Regions from separate parts of the Mus musculus genome. Here regions 1, 2 and 3 are each linked to region 4. A link is a contact called in public HiChIP or PLAC-seq and promoter capture Hi-C data. All regions are on one chromosome and are shown on one strand. The core of a region is the stretch at or near the end of the contact, and the rest is flanking DNA. Distances in the headings are between cores, read along the strand shown. Region 1 holds the start of Slc39a10 (solute carrier family 39 (zinc transporter), member 10). Region 2 overlaps Gulp1 (GULP, engulfment adaptor PTB domain containing 1). Region 3 has its middle 69 kb from the start of Slc39a10. Region 4 holds the start of Wdr75 (WD repeat domain 75).

Region 1 (5,384 bases), core at 785-3,284, 1.1 Mb after region 4:
TGAACATTTCAGATAAAGGGTATTCACCTGCATAGCTCATGATACATATCCATACAGGCATACATTATTTGCAGTACTAACAATTAAGTGTAGATTTGTGCAAACCCTGGGCAAGTTTCCTACCACTCAGCTCTTTTACTTAACTTTTAAGACAAGCTCCAGGACTCTAACTTGCCAGCTTCCTTCCTCAGTCTCCTCCCACCCCTGCTCCCAAAGTAGCTGGGTTTATAGATCTGTGCCTTCAGGTATCACCTGAGAAATCGTCTTTGCCACCTCTTTTAAAGTAGCACCAAAACCATTCATTCTTGCGCATGGGTTCCTAACCACGCTTAGTTGATAGAATTCAGTTTTGTCAATTTGGGGAGAGATTAAAACCACTGAAATTCAGTTACTTTTCGGTGAGGATGTAACTTCCTGAATACAGGCCAAAATTACAGTAATACAAAACACTTAAATCCTTTAAGTATAATTTTTAGTTCTTGCTAGTTTGAAGTTAGTCATTATTAGGCAGGCCAGTACCGTTGATATTTAATGCTTTATTCAAGTATGGCTTACTCCATCAAAGCCAAATAGTTTCCCATTAACTCTTTCAATGTAACTTTATGTACCCTTAATAATCTATAGTCACAATCCAAGACCCTTATTCTAGAAAACACCAAATGCTAAAAATGCCCACCAGCACATTTTATTTCCTTCACAGCATTTATCACTTTATCACTGATGTGTCTTTCATCCTACTGTAATGTCCAATGCACATAGGAAGAGGGGTGTGTGGGATGGACTCCCAAGGTCCAGGAGAAATGACTCACAAGGTACTCAAATACTTGTAGATTACGGGAATCCTAACATTACTCTGTACACAGAAGTTCTGCTTTGTTTAGGCTTCCCAATAGCACTGTTAACAATTCTAAGCCTCCAGCTCTTGTATTACTTTTTCTTAATTACCATTAGATACACATCCAAAAAGAAAACATACAAGAAACCTGTCACCCGCTAGTTACCGCACTTAACGGAGACATAAATAAGTTTCTAGGAGACGGTGGGTTGTACTGTCTTTTAACTCATGCTTTGTGTCACTTGGAGCAGACACTGGGGTGAAGGACCCTTCCAAATCGGTGGCGGGGCGTCCTGCGGTGAGATTTCTTCCACGTGCCCAGCTCCTTAAACTCGGCCCATGTGGACAGGCTCCCACGTGAACGCGTCTTCTCAGAAGCCGCAGGAAGCCCTTCCACGTCACGCCACCCGACGCCTCGCCAGGCTGGAGAGTTCCGAAGACCCCCCCCCCCCCAAGGGAGGAGCGAAGCGTGGAGCGGATGCGGACCCCGCGGTGGGCCGGCCACTTCCCTCCGCTCCCAACCGCGCCCACGCCACCCTACACCCCGGTGGCCGGGAACAAAGCCCGCGGCCGCACCACGGTCGCCCCACAACCCGGCTCCGGGACCCGTGGGCTGCGCCACACGCAGTTCCCGCGCGCCCCACCGAGCCTTTTCGGTTGGCCCGGAGCTGAGCGGCCGCCGTCCGTTACCCCCCGCAGACGAGCCCCTGGGACCTGCCTCGGGTCCCGGGTCCCCCGTACGGCGGCCGCGGGAAGCCCGCGCAGCCCTCAACCGGCGCTGCCCGCTCCGCGGCCCCGCAGCAGGCCGTGGGGCGCGGGTCCCCCACCGCCGACGCGGCACACTCGGCTGGCCCCAGCCTCACGCGCCGCTCTCCTGCTCGCCGCCACCGCCTGCAGCAGCTGCGAACACACGCGTCCCAACCCAGAGGCCCCGGTGCCAGCCCCAACCCGGCCGCCCAGCCTCCCCAGCCGTCCCGGGACTCCCAGGCTCCGCCGCGCACGGGGCCGGTTCTGGGGGAGGGAATGTAAACAAATCGGGGTTTTATAGTTACCTCACACTCGAGTGCCGTGTGCATCTCCTCTCCGCTCGGTACCAAACCCCGGCTGCACCCAGTCGTGTATTCTCCAAAGCCGCCTGCGCTATCTGCGTCGCGGAGCCTAGCGCGAGAGCCGGCGCTCTACGCCGACGGCGCACTCAGCCTGCTCCGGCTCCCTGCGCAGCCGCACCCTGGCCGCCTCAGCGCTACGCCGGCGGCGCACCCGGCCCGCTCGGGCGCCCTGCGCAGCCGCACCTCGGCCTGATCGGCGCTACGCCGGCGGCGCACCGGCAGCGTTCAGCCATTCACTTCGCGGACGCGCCTGGCGTAGGAGAGCGGCGGCACCGGCGGGAGCTACACCGACTGGCGGCAACTGGAAGAAATTAGATCTACGCAAATTGCGGAGCTCTGTAGCTCCGCGCTAGTTTTGTTCTGAGAAAGGACTCCTCGGGGATTGGGGGGAGTTGGGGCGGCTTTTAACGCATGCGTGGAACGGCCTTGGTCGCCTCGCCTGGCCTCGCACGTCGGTTGCTGAGGCCTTGGGCTAGCGGATGAGACGTAGAAGCCTGGAGAACGAGCGTCCTAGGCCGAAGTTTCGGAGTGATCAATTAGGATTGCTGATCTGTACACGGGTTAGACATCTATATTAAATTAACTCCGCCCCCTCTGTCCCAGCGACCGTGCCAGTCTCTGGGCAAAACTAAACTTTAGTGCTATGTGCAAAGTGTTTTGCATAACTCCCCCCACCGCACCCCCATTTAAAGAGCACTTACAGTGGGACTTCCCAAACAGAAAGGAGTTGAGTTTAAAAATGTCACGTAGTTCTGGTAGCTTTGGGTACCCATCCAAGGACTTCCCACCACCTTCTCTTACTGGAACAGTTTTACACCCAAAGGCAAGCCCCCCCCCCCCCATCCGCCCAGCAACACCGGTGCATTCATGCTTATATCCTGCCTGTTCTTGGATCCCTTTGCTCACACCGCCATTCTCAATGGCCTCCTCCCCTCTTAAGCAACTAACAACCCACAATTTTCTTAAAAGGAGGCTCGGCAAACTCTTTGCTTCATTATTCATTACTCTGCTTCCTGACTCTTAATTCATGTCTAGGCTTATTTGTATTCTGCCCAGATGCCTGTGTTTCTGTATTCAAGCTGAGCGTATTTACTAGTGAAAGTGAATTCTGGCCTTGCTTTATGGATGAACAGAGTGCATATAACTCTGAGCAGTAGTAATTGCCAGCTTTATGTATCAGGTACCTCCAGCATGCTTTGCGTGTGTATTAATTTAATATTCCTAACAGACTGAAGAATGACTACCCAGGAAATAAAGTCATAGGAAATAAGTAACTTGCCTGAGAGAACCGAGGAGGGGCATAGAAAGCCAAACCTATTCGGTATGGCTACGTGGCCTGTCTCGCTGACTTGAACTCCATGAAAGAAGCTGTTTTGCCTTTTGTTTTCTACCTGTACACGGAACATCTTTCGAGTGCTTAATGAGTGGCTAAAACCACAGTGAGCTTCTTCTACTCCTCTTTCTCTGCTGTCAAAGGAAGACATTCTGATAAGTCCTCAGGCCTCAACATTAGTGGAAGAAGATAGCAGAGTGACCACAGTCCTCAGACCCATGAATTAAGCTGGGGATTACACAAAAAGTAATGACTTAAGTTGTATAGAGTTTACCAGTAGATCCTTTGGGTACAAAGCATTAAAATATCCAATTTGCCATGGTATTTTAAGGCTTCTAATTATTTGATTAAACACATTGTCAATATATATATATATATATATATATATATATATATATATATATATATATATATTTATAAACATTTTTCAAATAAGTTAGAGCCCTTGAGTCAAGTTTCGAGCAGTGATTTGGGGCTATTTGTTTACAAAACCAATGTTCACCTGGTTTGCACAGGTACATCTAAATACTTGGTTAAACACTGAAGTATGACCATGGAGAGCAGTTAGTAGCTACAGCTGTTAATGGGATTCCTCCATACTCCTCAATCTCTCACAGTCCTTTCAAGATTTTCGAGAATTTCAGATTGTGGCAACTAAAGTGCTAAAAGCTTCAGTCACGGTATTATTTCATGTATCTGTATCTGAAATTTAAAGGTAACCGTTTTACTTCTATGAGGCAATATAGTGAATCCAATGAATCTTTTAGTTCTTCCAAGGATTAGGAAAGAGCCAAATATAACAATGGGCATACAAATCACACCCCACCTTGAACTTTAACTGTCACTAAAGGAAGCCCAGGACAGAGGCCCAGCTTCCCTTCTAATTTTGAGAAAGTGCTCACCATCCACAACACAGTTATGGTGGTAATGAAATCTACAAAGGGCAGGAGAGATTCTAAGAAATCAGACCTTTCAAACCCAGTTGTTCTTTTCATGAATCAAGATTAGTAATAATAAATGATTTCTAAAAAAAAAAAATCTCCTTAATACACTTGAATCTAAACACGGATTCTCACATGACCAAATAGATTTGGATCATCCTAGAAAAGTCATTAAGAGAAGAAGGAAGATTAAATGGAGTGAAATACAAGGGACTGAGCACCAGAACAGGTATTTAAAACCTGGGAAAGGAAGGTGTCAGGCTCCTGTAAGCAAGGGTCTGAATGTAGGCTTTAAGTTGAACAGTTATCATTTCTAGAGACTCGGTGGTATTCCATACCTGGGAGTGAAAAACTTAGTTCAGCATCCTTTGTGAAGCTGACTCTTCCATTAAAATAGCTGCACCCTGGTCTAGGCACTGCTAGGAGAAGGGCTTTCCTCTGAGGGTTGCTGAGGCAGGTGCCAAAGCAGAGAAGATGTAGAGCTACCTCAGATTCACGTCAACATGCCCTTCAGAGTAAGATGATCCAATTCATGAGAAAGAGGAGGTTCACTCAGAAGAGTAAACTAAAGCCAAGACATTTACCCCTGTGGCATCAGGAAGCTTCCCTACCCCACCCTATTCTGCATACTCACTCACCCCTGCTAGCTCTTCAGTGCTGGGCCTTATTATTCTATTATTTATTTATGCTGCTCATGGAGTATATATAGTTTTTCAGGCGTTTTGTGAAAAAGACGTTCCAACAAAGCAGCAAATGTGCTTAGATTCTAAGGCTGGAAGGGTGGAAGGGTGCAGGACAAAGATAAACAAATAGCCCACTTCTCTTTCTTGCTCTCAGGCGGCATTTCCCACTCAAGAGTATTAAAATGAAGAAAAACAGGTCTGGTGACCCCCTGCAGAAGACACAGGACCCAGCTGCCACCAGGTGGCCAGTTTAGATCTTTTAAACTTCCAGCTGCACAAGCTAACTTGACTTTCAATAACTCAGCTCCTAGTCCAAAGGAATCAGAAACAAAAGCAGCAAAAATTATCATTAATATCGCAAATCTTAAATGTATTTATGATTATTACACTTCAGTTTAAGGGAAATTACCAACATGAGAACAATTAACCATGAGTTACCATTAAATATCTTAAAAGTTTATTGAGTTAGTTGAAACAAACACT
Region 2 (4,812 bases), core at 70-2,569, 1.2 Mb before region 4:
GTTAATCTATTGTATCTTCAGATAAAAAGAAGATGTTAAATGCCAGGTTTCAATTTCTTTCATTGCTATACCTAAAGGAACAGAATATCAACCTGGGGAGGGAGGAGTTAGTACTGTTAGTATTGAAATAATTACAGTGCTGGATCCCAATTTGGGCCTGTCACTGGACATCCTTTTCCTTAGGCTCTTCTCCATTTTTGACCCTGCAGTTCTTTCAGACAGGAACAATGCTGGGTCAGAGTTTTTGACTGTGGGATGGCAGCCACATCCCTCCACTTGATGCCCTGTCTTTCTACTGGAGGTGGACTCCCTCTCCCCACTGTAGGACATTTCATCCAAGGTCCCTCCCTTTGATTCCTGAGATTCTCTCACCTCCCAGGTGTCTGCTACAATCTGGAGGGTCCCCCCAACTCCTACCTCTCCAGGTTGCCTGTTTCCATTCTTTCTGCTGGCCCTCAGGGCTTCAGTACTGTCCCTCCCCCAATACATGATTATGTTCCCCTCTTCCACTTCCTGTCCCCTTTCCCACCCAGATCCTTCCCTCCCTCTCCACCCCCACCAGTGACTGCTTTCTTCTTCTTCCCAAGTGGAATTGAGCATCCTTACTTGAGCCCTTCAGCTTGTTAACCTTCTTGAGTTCTATGGATTGTATCCTGTGTATTCTCAACATTTTTGGCCAATATCCACTTATTAGTGAGTATCCTAAAAATATTTCTGGATGGTTCATCTCCTGAAGAACACAGGTCTAATCTTTTGTTTTACTTATCAACCCAGTCATTTACTTCAGCAAGGTGGATTCCGATGAGAAGAAGCAGTCATTTACTTCAGGCTTCCTTTTGATTATTCTAAGCAGCAGCATCCAGTGACCCCAGTTCCTTAGTTCTTAGGAAACAGCAAACACACATTTTTTTCTTAACTTTGCAAAAGAATTCAGAGATCCTTCTGCCTCTGTTAAACACAGAGGATAAGGTAGCTGGGTTCCCACTGTGTCCTGAAATTAGCATTCCAAAGAGGCCTGGGCCTAAGCTTGCTTTGTCCTAGGCTGACCCTGAATTTAGGAATTCATCTGCATTTGTATCTGCCTTTCTTTATGTATCTTTCTGACAAGCTGGATCATAGTGTAGCTACCTCTGTTCCTTTAGATTCATGAAGCCTGTCATAATTTATATTGTATCCTTATCCTTTTACATATTTAAAAATTATATATTTTTGAACTCATGTATTTAGAGCTTTTCCCCATACCCTTAAAGGCTGTCCTGAAGGGCCTAGTGTTCACCATTTTCCTGAGACAGCACACTCTGGACTCCTGGACACCTGCTGTTTCTAATTAGCATGGAGTCATTAACATCAACAGGGAGGCTATTACTCAGAAGGTAAGAGTCCTCTAATACTATGGGTTCAAAATACATGTACATTACAACACAAACAAGCCTTATGTCCACAGTTGCCATCAATACTTGTGGAGGCTTACACCAGGGACCTGTAACAAGGGGAGGAGCCATGTCACTCTGTCTCCACTAGTGCCACACTCGGCTCTCTACATATAATTACACAATATTTTGGATAAAAGATATTAAATAAAATTAAGCTTTCTTCAAGTACCATTAAGTTTGGAAATATGTGTTGTAAACTCGTTAGTTTAGTGATACTCATGGCTAATAGACATCCAAGTTTGCCATAAAACACTACAGGATGCACACATTAAGATATATAATCAGTATAGTATGTTTATTGTATATGGAGAAATGAACCCAATTATGTTTTTGCTTTTTTGCCTCTAGATTATTTTGGAAAGAGAATGAAAATCTCCTAACATTTAAAACAATGCTAACATAATTATGATAACATTTGTAGTTAAACATTTGGAGCTTTGTTAGTAACAGTGTTCTTTATGGATAAATATTATTTAAGTTGGATGCATGTAAGAAAGACATGTTTAAATTTTTTTTGAGAATACCATATGTACATTGTATGTTTATCATATTACCCACCATTTCCGTGTCTTTACACATTTATATCCACTTCCCTACCAGTTTGACTTTGTGTTGTATATATTCAACTTGATTTATTTTATAAAAGAAAGCAAAGACATGCATGTAAACCTGTGGGTTAAAAAGTGAGCCCCCTAAGACTGGCCCAAAGGGCCACTGGGTGAGGTGAGACATGGAAAGTTTGACTGCAAGCCACCTTGCAAGCATCAGGCTGTGAGAAGCCGCAGGACCCTGCTCCAGGGGTGGGAAAGCACAGTCTGAGGTCTCAACAGACCTGCCAGAATTGGCTTGGGGTCCCCAAGCCTGCATGGAAGTCAGCTTTGACAGGTTCTCAGGCTCTTGATTACCGCAGATGCCTCCTGGATGTCTGTGTGAGATTAGACTCAGCTCTTTAGAGGAAGACCTGCTCCATTGCTCCAGCAAGGTGGATCCTGATGAGAAGAGACAGCCCATGGTTTTAAGGTGTGTATTGTCATGACAGGAAGGGGACCCAAGAGGGTAGAAGAGGTAGAGAAAGACAGAAGAAAATGTAGAGAAGTAGAGATCGGCCATGGCCACATGAAGAGGGGAGAAGGGAATGTGGAGAGAGGAGGAGCAAGAGGGAAGAGAGAAGCAAGCAGGAGTAAGAGAGGGAGGAGGGGGCAAACGGCTCCTTTTATAGTGGACCGGGCCTACCAGGCTATTGCCAGGTAACTGTGGGGGTGGAGTCCAGACAGAATACCAGGGACTTAACACATTGTTCTACGTGACTGATGGCCACAGAATTATGGAGCTGGGGCCTTGTATCAGGAGCCTAGTGACTGGCAACATGGCAAATGGGCCTTCCATTCCTTGCAGGAACACCTGCTGGGTCTCCAGGGTTTAAACCTAGCACGACCAGAAAATAGGCTGCCTTTCATGGTCCCACACAAACCTATCACCCACTACTTCAAATATCATCGAACTGAACTTTCTCCTTCAGCTTGAGATTGGATCAATTTCCTGATCTCTAATTTGTTACATGTCTTTATTTACATCACACAAGATGAAAGACTAAAGTTGGCCTCTGATCAAGTGCTTCTTATAGACAGTGTACATACTATATTCTGTATAGTGATGACTGTGAATTTTAGATCGGAGAGAGGATATATTATACTAGTGTTTTTGTGAATTTAATATTACCTTTATGTTTTTATAGAGACATTGAGAATGACAGACCCAAAGAATGTACTGTTCATTTCTCCTAATGATTCCAGAAGGCTTACCTTATCCATAGAACCTGGTGCAGGGCTCAGAAAACTGAACTCAACAAGTGATGTTGCTCATGTATTAGTAAGCTTTAGGGATTAAGAAGATATATCAAAGTTATTCTAGATGAAATAGTCAGTAGCAAAGAGGGTAGGAAACAGCCTGAGGATTAGTCAAATGTCAGTGCTTCCTGTGTTTATTTCAGGATTGCATTTTATTACTACAGTTGCTTTGAAAATATCTTGACTATCGAGAATTGGTGACACTTTGTAATGTGATGTGAACTCCTTGATGTTGGGGAATTCTATGTCCTGTTGGCAGTTTGCTCAGGTGTCTCTCATATTTAATTCTCTTTGACATTGTGCAGTTAGATTGGGACTAGTTTGCTTTGGTGGGTCTAACTGGTTCATTTGTGGGTCTACCTGGTTCATTTATGGGTCCTCTGGTTCTGATCATATAAATAGTGTATTCTGGTCAAAGGCATCTCTTTTGTTCTGAACTGCCAAGAATTAATCATGCATGTATGCCTATAGCTAGAAGCCTGAAGTCAATAGTAATAGATTATACCTCTCAAAGCCTACAAATTAAGCATCATGGGCAATTTCATATTTTCTTCTTAGGGTTTGAAGCACTTATGTTGTTCTCTATTAGCTGAAAGCTACGAGAAGCAGAATTCTAAGTCTTATATAATTTACTTTAGCCTCAATTCATGGATGCATCGAGTAGTGGAAAGCCCTTTGGCAGTAAGTACTGCCTTTATTGACTTCCTAAGAGAAAGAATGATATAATTATTAGTGTTGATGGGGATGATGGCAGCTTTGCTCCTTGGATGGATTCTTGGTGTGCACAATGTTTGACTCTTGTGTCCTTGATCGTACTTGTTGTTGAGAGAGATGCTGGAGGAGGGATAAAGTACAAATTATTTGGCTGATAGTTTTAGAAAGACAATAAGACTTGAAATGCTCATTTCGATGCAGAACAATTAACAAAATACTACCTTCTAAAGCTGTTATTGTGCAAGCTTATGTTTTATTTTATTATCATATTTTAAAAATAAATAGCCCAAATTGCAGTCATAGCTTTAATTTATAATAAATAGTTTAATTTTCAGTCATCATTTATACTATCATGGACTTTATCACCTCTTACGGTGACATAAATGGTAAAGCTTAATTATTTCTCTTAATAAATGATCAATGTAAAAATCTCGTTGGCTTTTTCAAGTGTCACTGACTATATAATATTGACCATGAATAATTAAATGGTTAGTGTTTCAGTCAACATTTAAAATCTTTTCTTTGTAACTCTCTTGAGGCATCTTTATTTGTATGAATTGTTTATTCAGCACTACCCAAGACATCTTTGCATCTAGTTATCTTCAAGGTACAATTGCACCTCTGACCTTAGATTATTTAAATAAGAGTCTCTGGTCACTAGAAGACACATTAGCTTGATAGGCTAGGGTGTAGAAAAATGACTTAAGCAACCACTCTAGGACTGGCATGACTCTCTGGCTTGTGCTATAGAAGAGAGATTGATGTAGATGGAATGGGAAGGTGATGAAAGAAATAGGTACCATAAGTCTGTCCTGAAA
Region 3 (5,223 bases), core at 574-3,073, 1.1 Mb after region 4:
AACATAGGGTTGAACTCAGGGTGCCAGGCTTGGACAGCAAGCACTTTGCCCACTGAGGAGAATTTCTTTTTAAAAGACTTATTTATTTATTTTATGTATGTGAGTACAATGTCACTATCTTCACACACACCAGAAGAGGACATCTGATCCTATTACAGATGGATGTGAGTCACCATGTAGTTGATGGGAATTGAACCCGGGACCTCTGGAAGAGCAGTTGGTGCTCTTAACCGCTGAGCCATCTCTCCAGTCCAAAGATAATTTTTGATGGTCAGTTTGTCTGGCCTTTTTGAGTATAATCTATAATGTAAACCAGCCATTTAGGGATTAGTGAAAAATTGCCAGAGATAAGCTCATGCTAGCAACATTATTGCCTTTCATCACTGCTCTGCATATATTGTTTATCTAATAATTTTAATAATCTTCTAGCTTTTCCCACTGATCTGTGTGGACATTTTCCTAAGTTGCTAACCACTTTGATGAGTATTTATTGGTCAAATTACTGTGATGTGGAGAAACATCAGTACATAAATGGGCCACTATCCTGGATAGAAAATTATATGTCACAGTAGGAGTGAAAATGTTTGGTTGCTGTCTCCTCTGATCCGACTTTATTTTATTTTTTCCAGGAATTAACAGCCACAGAAGGAGGATATTACTTTAGACCCTCACTCATTGTTCTATCAGATACTTACATTTTTAGGACTACTAATCAAAAATCTTAATCATGATTGTGTCAGAAAGACGTCAGCACCTAAAGCTTATTCCATCCCAGAATGCATTCTGCTAAAAGCCCTCTTTCCTGATTGTTTTTGGTTCTTGACGTTCTCCTACTGATATCCTCAAACATCTGCTTATTCTGTTGCGAGATTCTAGTCTTACAAGTTGCTATTAGGTGCGTGGCTCCAGAGATCCTGTGCTTTTTGGGTGTTTGGCTCATCTTCTGTTGTAGTGATGTTCTGTCCTTTAATATCATTTGGCCTGGATAACAATTTGGAATGTACATCTAAAACAAATGGGCTTTACATTTTTAAAGTAAGTCTCACATATGCAATTAGTAACAACAATAATTATAACACGTAAAGGATTTTGCTTTTATTGTATTTATCCCAATTACTGAAATAGTTTAAATGAAGCAGCCATATGAAACATTTATACCTGTGTAGACTTATTTTAAATTAAATACATTTCTAATAATATGTGCATTTATATTTAAGAAGAAAACTTTATGACTTTTGACAGGAAAGTTAAATTATTTTCCTATTGATTCTAATAACTAGGTTATAAATTTTTTAATGGAAGTTCTTTTCATTCATTTTTCTATTATTTTTTCCTTCTTTCTTCCTTCTCCTCTAGCCTAACTTTTGATTATATATATATATATAATTTATTTATTTTTTAACAGAACATAGTTAGCAGGGCCTATTGGCATATATAGAGGAGGGATGTTGAGGCCAGCATCAACTAAGAAAACTTTATTTAAAAACATATATAAATGACTACAATGAAAGGAAAAAGAAGAGAAAAGGAAGAATTTACACAGAAGGGAGGAATCACTGAGTCTTAATGCACTGAGGATGTTAAAGCTCTAATAAAACATGGGGCATGGAGAACAGCAAGGAACCTCAAACCACCACAGAGTGGTACATTCTATTGGCATCCATGCCAGAGGCTAGGTTAGCATAAATAATTGAACCTTTTGTGAGATTTCAGTAGGTTAATTTACATGTCCTTGGGAAAACCCACTGCAGTAGGCCATCTCTATTTGAACTCTATACACACAAAGAGGGAAATGGTTTACTGTGTAAAAAGCAGAAGTCCATAGACTGCTTCCTGGGCAGCCTCAGTATAGCTAGAGGTCAAAACAGGAAGTGCCATTGTTACTGTGCAGGGACATGAAAGCTCCTTTCTTTAGAACACCTGGAAGCTTCTTCCCCAGGAGGCCATTTTGCCTGCAGGAACTTTGGGTGGGACCTTAAAGCTTCCTGCAGTTTCTTCAAAGGGGTAAAGTTTGTTTTTGTTTTAAAGTACAGCTTAAAGGAAATACACTTAGCCATTTTAGAAGAGAAGAACATTTAGCTGATTTTAGATAGTTGAGCATCTGTGATCATAAAAGATGACCAAGCCCGATGAAATGTCACCTTATCTTTAGAGAGAAGACTCAGTACATTTTTTCCTCAAATAATTTCTGTTCAAATCTCTACCTGTTTGGGGGAAGTTCTGTCTGTCCCCTGCTGAGAGTGGACAATCTGCTTTCACGGTGCACATCACCCTGAAAAGTTCAGGTGGTATGGCGATTGAACTTCCTGAAGCATAATTTCATTTCCTTGGCTTCTTTGAGCAAGCTCTCACAAATCATTTTTATAATTCTGTTGCCTTGGAAGGGCATTTAAAAAAAAAGAAAAAAGTCTTCAGACTGAAAAATGAAGGTAAATTCAAGAAAGAAATAATACACTAAACATTGTTTTGACCTTTTCTCCTATTCTTCCAAGGTTTCCTTAGCACATGTTTGATGGCAAATATTATAGAATGACTCCTCATTTAAAATAAGTTTAGGCAGCTTTTTGCAAGTAGAATGAATTTAATCTTCTCATCTCTTGCTGGAATATACTGTTTCAGGTCGAACTATATCAATATACTGAGGGACAATATAGATTGACAGTTGGTAGTTGTTTTTACCCTAAAGTGTGAGCATACTACAAACACAATGTAGTAATACAGTGGAAGGCAAAGTCCCCACAAAATAGACAGCAAGGTAAGATGCTGCTCTGCATACACTCAGCTCCAGCTGAGGGCTTGTTCCAGAGAAACTTTTGTGGATCTTCTTTGTGATCCTTTAAACTCAACACATCCTGCTAACTGTTCCCTATAAAGATTTCTGTTCCAGTCTGTGGAAGAGAGAATAACTCCTTGCTGATCTTTGCAGCTTTTGATATGACTGGCCTTAAGGGAAAATGGGCGTTTCATAGAAACATTGAACCAGTAAAACAAAATTTGCTTGAAATTGTGTTTTTTAATTATAGAAAGAAACAAACCGAGAAAAACTCCAGTGGGAATTAACAGAGCAGAAGAGGGAGTGGTCACAGTCTATATCTGAAACTGATGCAATTATAGGGCTTCTACGTTAGCTACCACTGCCTCTTTCTAAGAACAGGGTGCACCTGCCCACTTCCTGTTTGACAAGGTATGCTGAAATTTTATTTATTTATTTTCAAGACAGGGTTTCTCTGTGTAGCCCTGGCTGTCCTGGAACTCACTTTGTAGACCACGCTGGCCTCGAACTCAGAAATCTGCCTGGCTCTGCCTCCCGAGTGCTAGGATTAAAGGAGTGCGCCACCACTGGCAGGTGAAAATTTATTTGTTTTATTCATACTGTTGGAATTTTGAAATAAAAAATTTAAAGAAACACATGGTTATAGAGTCAAATTTCTATTTAGACAGACAATGATATTCTCACAGGAAACATTTATAAGATTAAAAAAAACATTTAAAAAGTATTTTACCTCTTATGCTCTTGTTTTCTCTTATATCCCCTCTCTTCCCATTCCTTTCCCCCCTCTCTCCACGTGGTCATGGCAGGCCTCTACTTCTCTATTCTCCCCTTCTCTCTGCCTTTCTCTCTGCCGCTATTACTCTCTTAACTCCCCTCGCCATGCTCTAAATAAACTCTATTCTATTAAAAAAAAAGTATTTTACAGTTTAAAAATCTCTTTCACATAAAATCACTTTTATCCAGTTTTATATAAGGGTACAATGATGGCCTGAGACTGCCAGAGGGAGAGACCCTAAGCCATGCAGCTTGTATCACCATCTACTACTGAAGTTCATCTCTCTCCTATCTTTGCCCTTCCTCCCCCTCCTCTCTGTGGCTGTGAAATGCACTTCAAAAATGTTGAAAAAATATAGATTAACAGTTTTCTGGGCACAAATTTAGTATGCTATTTGTCTTGCATTTCCAGTACTGAATTCCCAGTAAATCAATTAATGCTTGTAAGAGTAGATGAATGAACATAGCAGAAATTGAAAGGCAAATTAAAACATCTCTTCAGATATTACATGAAAATTGATTGATATCATAGTTTAAAATTTTTAATTTAATTTAAAGTAGCACTGAGGGTTGAAACCATGCCTCTACAAATGGTAAACAGCCATTCTACTATTGAACTACATGCCCAGCCCTAATATTAAAAATTTTAGGTAACTATTTAGTATGGAATACTTTATTAGATGTTATCCATAATCCAGCTATCAATTTATGTGTATCGTTGTCTATATACCTGTCTTTAATTTTGTTAACCTCACTTCATATAGTACATTTTAATCAGTTATTAACTACAGATTTTCAGGTCTTAAGTTCTAATTATGATTTTCAAAGGCTTCTGCCATATTGATAATACAGATATTAGAGTATAATATTTAGTATTATAAACTTAATATTATAAAGGCTAAGGGAATACAACAAATTAAAATGGCCAAACTAATGTCATATCTGCAAGAAAATAAAACTTTTCATAAATATACATTTACATTAGTTTTATTTATAACTGTCATATTCCTTAATAAAGTTCATGTTTATGAAAACATTAGTTGATCATTTTTATACTATTACATGCACATGGCCTATCCATGTTTATATGTATGTGTATGTTTGTATACCTGCATTTGAATATATGTGCATATACTTGCTTATCATATGGACATCCTAGATGTATTGAGCTTTATTTCTCAGAGTCAGAAGCATTGATTCAATGTGTTCACAATTCTCAGTGTTACCACCACCACCACCTCCCCTGCGCCACACACACAGTCTGTAAGGTCTCTAAGTAAATGTTTGTATTCAAGACTTGGACAATAAAACTTAAATGAAGAATCAATTAATTGTTGAATTATGGTCTAGGAAAATACATTGAGGAGAAAAATCTCAAACAAGAAACAAATTTCACAGAGCCAAACCTATAAATTCCATAAAAAAGAAATTCCATAAAAAAGAATTATTTATTGATATGTGCGTGTGTGTGTGTGTGTGTGTGTGTGTGTGTGTGTGTGTGTGTGTGCTGCTAGAGACTGAACCCAGAGTCCAGAGTCTTCTACTAAGCTATGTTCTGAGTCTCAGGGTCAGATTTAGATTCTTGCAATTCTATAAAAAAAAATGCTGAAAAATAATTCAGATCTGTTATTCTGCCAATTTAGTTACTGCTGTCAAGGAACACTGCACAATGCCCT
Region 4 (4,989 bases), core at 1,197-3,696:
GAAGAAGGGCGGGTCTCTTAATCTGTGACTGGTACTATGAAGCACCCCAGTTCCTTGAAGATTCTGTAGGTTGGCCTCTTTGGGTTGATTTTCTTTTGAAGTAACTGCTCCCATTATTAAGTCTGAAATAGCATCATTCATAATAGAGTGTACCCAACACACTACTCACACCTTTATATTTTGTATCAACTTCCCAACCGTGCTATGCTAGGTGTCTTCTAGAAAGACAGACATTTATTGAAATGTTTCCCCACTTGTATCTAGCACTAGCATATACATCACAGAGTTACTTTAATATGTTCGTCTTTAGTTAAAGGCTATTCCTGGCTGTCAACTTGACTATATCTGGAATGAACTACAAACCAGAATTGGAAGGCTCATCTGTGATCCTGATCTTGAGGCTGGGAGATACAAGTTTCTGACGTGGATCTTGGCATGGAAAATCTTAAGGCATAGTGGCTGTGGAAAAACTTTGCCCCAGGCAAGGTAGTACAGGCCTTTAATCCCAGGAGACTGAGGCAAGGAAATCTGTGAGTTCAAGGTCAGCATGCGACAAAGCAAGTTGCAGATCCAGGTGTGGTGGTACACACCTTTAATCTGGGTCACACCTTCTGCTGGAGACCTACATAAGGACATTGGAAGAAGGAAAATTCTCTCTTCTTCCCCTGTGTGCCTTGTGGAACTGAGCAACTGATAGATTCTTGGACTTTCATTCACTGCTGCTGCTGACCATTGTTGGGGAGTTGGACTACAGACTATAAGTCATCAACAAATTCCCTTACTATATAGAGACTACCCATAAGTTCTGTGACTCTAGAGAACCCTGACTAATACAATGACAAAACAGAAAAATCAAAGTATAAGAAGACATTACTCAACCAGTGCACTAGCACCAACAGTGTTCCTGTTCTATGCAAAGGAGGATGAAGAGAAGGATGAAGAGGAAGAGGAAGAGGAGGAGGAGGAGGAGGAAATGATAAATATTAAGCTGTCAAGAGAAAATTTGGTTCCTAAATGTTCATGCAAAAAGAAATAAAAACACAAATTATAATTTTATTGGAAATGTTAGTAGATTAAATTTTTGCATGGAAAGAATCCTTTCACGAGTTTAGTAGTCCAACTAGCCTTTGTCCAATCAGAAAGCCTCATTCTTTCTTAATTTAAACGAAGTTCACCAAACAGTAAAACAACTGAAGTAAAAACTAGTTTGATCATTTATTTTCTTCATTGTCTCAGAATATAATAAGCATATATCCGATCTCAAAGTTTCCAAGTTTAAAGGATGTATTACTTAGACATCAAGAGTCTAGGGTGGGATGGGGGGTTAAGCTCACTATGTTCTTCCACTATGAAAAAGCATACCATAATTATGAAAAAGAAACTCTTTAAATTTGAGATAAAAACAGAATCAGTATCTTCCTGTCTAGCTCTGTCTCCCCAAACTATGAACCCAACAAAAACTAATCGTCTCTCTCTCTCTCTCTCTCTCTCTCTCTCTCTCTCTCTCTCTCTCTCTCTCTCTCCTGCCTAAAGATCTATAGATGTTTTGACCCTTAGGATTATATTTTTCCTGCTATGAATCAGCATAAAGTTATGGTGAATTTCAAATGTATCAAGAATCTGCTCCTGTTAGGGTTAAGATATCAGATGCCCTTCCTTAGGGGTCGTTAAGAGCCAGCACAATGGAAAATATTGACAAACGAACGGTTCAACACAGATATGCAGCAACCTCGAATACAAAACACAAAGTGTTAAGAATCAACATCCTCAGAAGTGGATGCTCACAGTCAGCTACTGGATGGATCACAGGGCCCCCAATGGAGGAGCTAGAGAAAGTAACCAAGGAGCTAAAGGGATCTGCAACCCTATAGGTGGAACAACAATATGAACTAACCAGTACCTCCCGGAGCTCTAGCTGCATATGTATCAGAAGATGGCCTAGTCGGCCATCAGTGGAAAGAGAGGCCCATTGGACACGCAAACTTTATCTGCCTCAGTACAGGGGAACGGCAGGGCCAAGAAGTGGGAGTGGGAGGGTGGGGGAGTGGGTGGGGGAGCGTGTGGGGGACTTTTGGGATAGCATTGGAAATGTAACTGAAATAAATACCTAAAAAAAAAAAAAAAAAAGAATCAACATCCTCAGAAGTCAGGGCTTCTGAACAACAGGAACTGAACAACTGGAGCAAACCGGACATCACTGCAGGAGCCCTGACACCAAGGTGTACTTTTATTCTGGAGTCGAAACTGCATTGGCAAGTGTGGCGTAGATGCTACAGGAACTTAGCGATGCTCATAGAACCGCCATAAAGAGCTAAAGCGCCCCACTTCAGTTACCATTGCAAGAAGACGCTCTTTGAACCCCGCCCCCTCCCAAAAAAAGGCAACGGAGGGGGGTGGGATAGGAGTAGGGTGACTGCGTCATCTTGCTGTCGCTCAATCACAGTGACAGAAAAGGCAACGGCTTCAGTAGGAGAAAGGATGTTCACTTCCGCTTCTGGCGGAACCTTTAGAGTCCGGTAAAAGAGGCCGAAGAGAAAACTCTCTTCTGTATCGAATAGCTGTAGCGGCATCTGGTATGATTTAACTTTGTGCGTGGCTGTTGGGCTTTACTCCTTCTACAAGGGTTTTAATTTGACCCTGCCCAAACTAAAGATGGCGGCGTAGGCGTGGAGCCGACCATAGAGTCTCCAGGCTAGAGAGGCCCAGGCGGGCCGCGGGCGGAAGAGTAGGGCCAGGCCAGTCGGCCTATGAAGGAAGTTCGTAATCCGGCCGGTGCTCGGTGCTTCCTGCGCCTGCGTGAAGATGGTAGAAGAGGGAGTCCGCGTGGTTCGCTGCGGCGGCAGCCGGCTGAACTTCAGGAGGGCCGTGTTCTCCGTGGATTCCAAGTATGCAGTAGGCTGCGGGTCAACAGGGCTCCGGGCACCGCGGGCCGGGGAGGGGAGTGCCCGGCGCGGCGCGGCCCACGGTCGGACTGCGAGGCTGGAGTCCGCGGCGCCGCGCAGCGCATGGACCGACCCGGAGCTCCCCGGAGCCGCCCGGCTTTGCTGCTGTGTCTGTGTGCCTTGCACCCAGGACTCCACCTGCGGGAAGGTTGGCGGTTACAGGGGCAGGTCAGGTGTCTACAAGGGACTAGGAGCCGCTCGGTTGGAAAATGGTCACTCTCTCCGTATGTGCACCGGTCTGACCATGCAGACTAATGTTCACGTGTGGAACGTTTTGGACTTCAAAATCATTAATGATTCAGCCTTTTTCCCGCAGAAAAACATCATAATTACCAGGCTCCTTTTTTCCTTTTTTTTTTTTTTGAGTTTTACATAAAAACAGATGTTAGATCTGTAGGAGAAAGTGTCTATATGCACACAACTTTTACAATAGTGGCTTTCAGTTCGCTGCTTGTCAGCTGGCATTGTTGCTGCCACGTTGTATCATCTAGAAGAGGTGTGTAGTAGGGCTAGTTTTTCAGAGCACTCTGAATGTAGAGATACTTAGGCTCAGTTGTTTGAATGCTTGATCCCCAAGAGGAGCAATTATTCCTGAAGGATTAGGAAGCAGACCCTCCTTGGAGGAGGTGTGCCAATGGGGCAGGCTTGAAAGGTTCAAAAGCCTAATCCATTATCAGCTCTCTGCACAGGGATGTCTCCTGTACTGCTCCAGCTCTCTCTCTCTTTCTCTCTCTCTCTCTCTCTCTCTCCCTCTCTCTCTCTCTCTCTCTCTCTCTCTCTCTCTCACACACACACACACACACACACACACACACCCATCATGGGCTCCACTGTGATGGTCATGGATTCTACCCTCTGCAACTGTGAACTGCAAATAGTAAATACCCCTATTTTAGAAAGGTATTTATAGTATTTGTGGAAGGTGTACTCTCCCGCAATACCCTGCCAGTATACTTACCAGTATACGGGGTTTTGTTGACATTGTTTTATGAATTAAAGGGATAAAATGGACATAGCGGAGTTGTCACAGTTCTGCCCCTTCAAATTCATCCTTATACTCATTTTTACCCTGCATTGAACATTGCCTCACCTTGTCTGTTAAATGAGGTGTTTGGTCCATATCATTTTCCAAGTCTGATAGGATTTTTTTTTAAAGCTTTGGTCAATGGTTTGATCTTTAACTAGCTGAGCTGACAAAATCAAAACAAGAAATTTGACTGTGTAGTGAGGAATAGAGAAGTCAGTGTAGATGTTTGAAAGCCTAGGTGCTTTTAAGACTTTGTTACGTCATAGTGAGAAAGATGAAAATTGCAGAGGGCTACTATCTGTTGTTATATGCTTTTCTATTGCCATTAGAAAATACTGGGACCAAAGGAACTTATAAAACAAAATGTTTAATTTGAGGTTCACAATTGCAGAGGTTAGAATCCATGATCATCGCAGTGGAGAGCATGATTGGGGCCTGGGGGGGGTGGGGTGGGGGGAGGTGTGGCAGGCATGATGCTGGAGCAGTACAGGAGACATCCCTGTGTAGACAGCTGAAAATGGATTAGGCTTTTGAAGCCTTCAGGCCTGCCCCCAGTGGCACAACTCTTCCAACGAGGGTCTGCCTCTAATCCTTCAGGAATGATTGCTCCACTTGGGGCCAAAACCTTCAGACTTCTGAGCCTGTGGGGACCATTCCATTTTCCTTTAAACACCCACATTAGGCTAAGCCGAGAAGGTTGTCTATTGGTTGTTCTATGAATGGCCTCCCTTATAGGTACACAGTAGTATCCAAAAGGGTAGGTTGACTTGCTTTGTTTTTGTTTTCACTTAATGTTGTGACGATTGGACCTTGCACATACCAGACAAGCACTCTACCACTGAGACCTGCTTCCCAGCACCTGTTCCACCCTTTGTGGGCACCCACTCTTTTGTTTATTTTCATTGGGGAGGGGTCTCACTGAGTTGCTCAGGTTGGTTTTAAACTTGCTATGTAGTCCAGAAAGCCTGTGATCTCCTGCCTCAGCAGTTCATAAGAAGGTTAAGTTACCGGCCTGTGTCA

What was found. Promoter capture Hi-C pulls out the DNA fragments that hold promoters and counts their contacts. HiChIP or PLAC-seq counts read pairs in DNA pulled down with a chosen protein or histone mark.
Region 1: a contact with region 4 is called in a promoter capture Hi-C map of pre-B cells. The contact joins the promoter of Slc39a10 here to the promoter of Wdr75 in region 4. A contact is called at or near these places in 3 of 39 promoter capture datasets (the C10 cell line, the HPC-7 cell line and pre-B cells), 7 of 484 Hi-C or Micro-C datasets (CD4 T cells, the N1E-115 cell line, Th1 cells and 3 more), 3 of 115 datasets of contacts at active chromatin or transcription factors (the 230-238 cell line, astrocytes and thymic regulatory T cells) and 2 of 9 other capture datasets (adipose tissue and liver).
Region 2: a contact with region 4 is called in an H3K27ac HiChIP or PLAC-seq map of epiblast stem cells, with 15 times the contacts expected there. The contact joins the enhancer-like site here to the promoter of Wdr75 in region 4. A contact is called at or near these places in 5 of 39 promoter capture datasets (the 3T3-L1 cell line, 3T3-L1-derived adipocytes, cranial neural crest and 2 more) and 2 of 115 datasets of contacts at active chromatin or transcription factors (embryonic stem cells and epiblast stem cells).
Region 3: a promoter capture Hi-C map of pre-B cells shows a contact between it and region 4. The contact joins the enhancer-like site here to the promoter of Wdr75 in region 4. A contact is called at or near these places in 4 of 39 promoter capture datasets (the C10 cell line, the HPC-7 cell line and pre-B cells) and 3 of 9 other capture datasets (adipose tissue, liver and pancreatic islet).

What each region holds. Positions count from the first base shown.
Region 1 is chr1:46,851,584-46,856,967 of GRCm38.p6, forward strand. Slc39a10 (solute carrier family 39 (zinc transporter), member 10) reads right to left here and starts at 2,035. Exons shown (of 10, transcript NM_172653.3): 1 at 1,888-2,035.
Region 2 is chr1:44,612,507-44,617,318 of GRCm38.p6, forward strand. The region is part of intron 1 of Gulp1 (GULP, engulfment adaptor PTB domain containing 1); the gene reads left to right. Among named protein-coding and RNA genes, the nearest start is that of Gulp1, 63 kb to the left of the region's middle. Within about 2 kb of position 1,320, at least 10 of the 459 cell types and tissues checked have an H3K27ac peak or open chromatin away from gene starts, as enhancers often do. A contact at or near this core is called in embryonic stem cells and epiblast stem cells, where this site is marked.
Region 3 is chr1:46,919,963-46,925,185 of GRCm38.p6, forward strand. It overlaps a transcript of Slc39a10 not described here. Among named protein-coding and RNA genes, the nearest start is that of Slc39a10, 69 kb to the left of the region's middle. Within about 2 kb of position 1,824, at least 60 of the 459 cell types and tissues checked have an H3K27ac peak or open chromatin away from gene starts, as enhancers often do. A contact at or near this core is called in the HPC-7 cell line, adipose tissue and pre-B cells, where this site is marked.
Region 4 is chr1:45,792,720-45,797,708 of GRCm38.p6, forward strand. It overlaps Wdr75 (WD repeat domain 75), which reads left to right and starts at 2,447. Exons shown (of 21, transcript NM_028599.3): 1 at 2,447-2,885. The coding sequence starts at 2,803.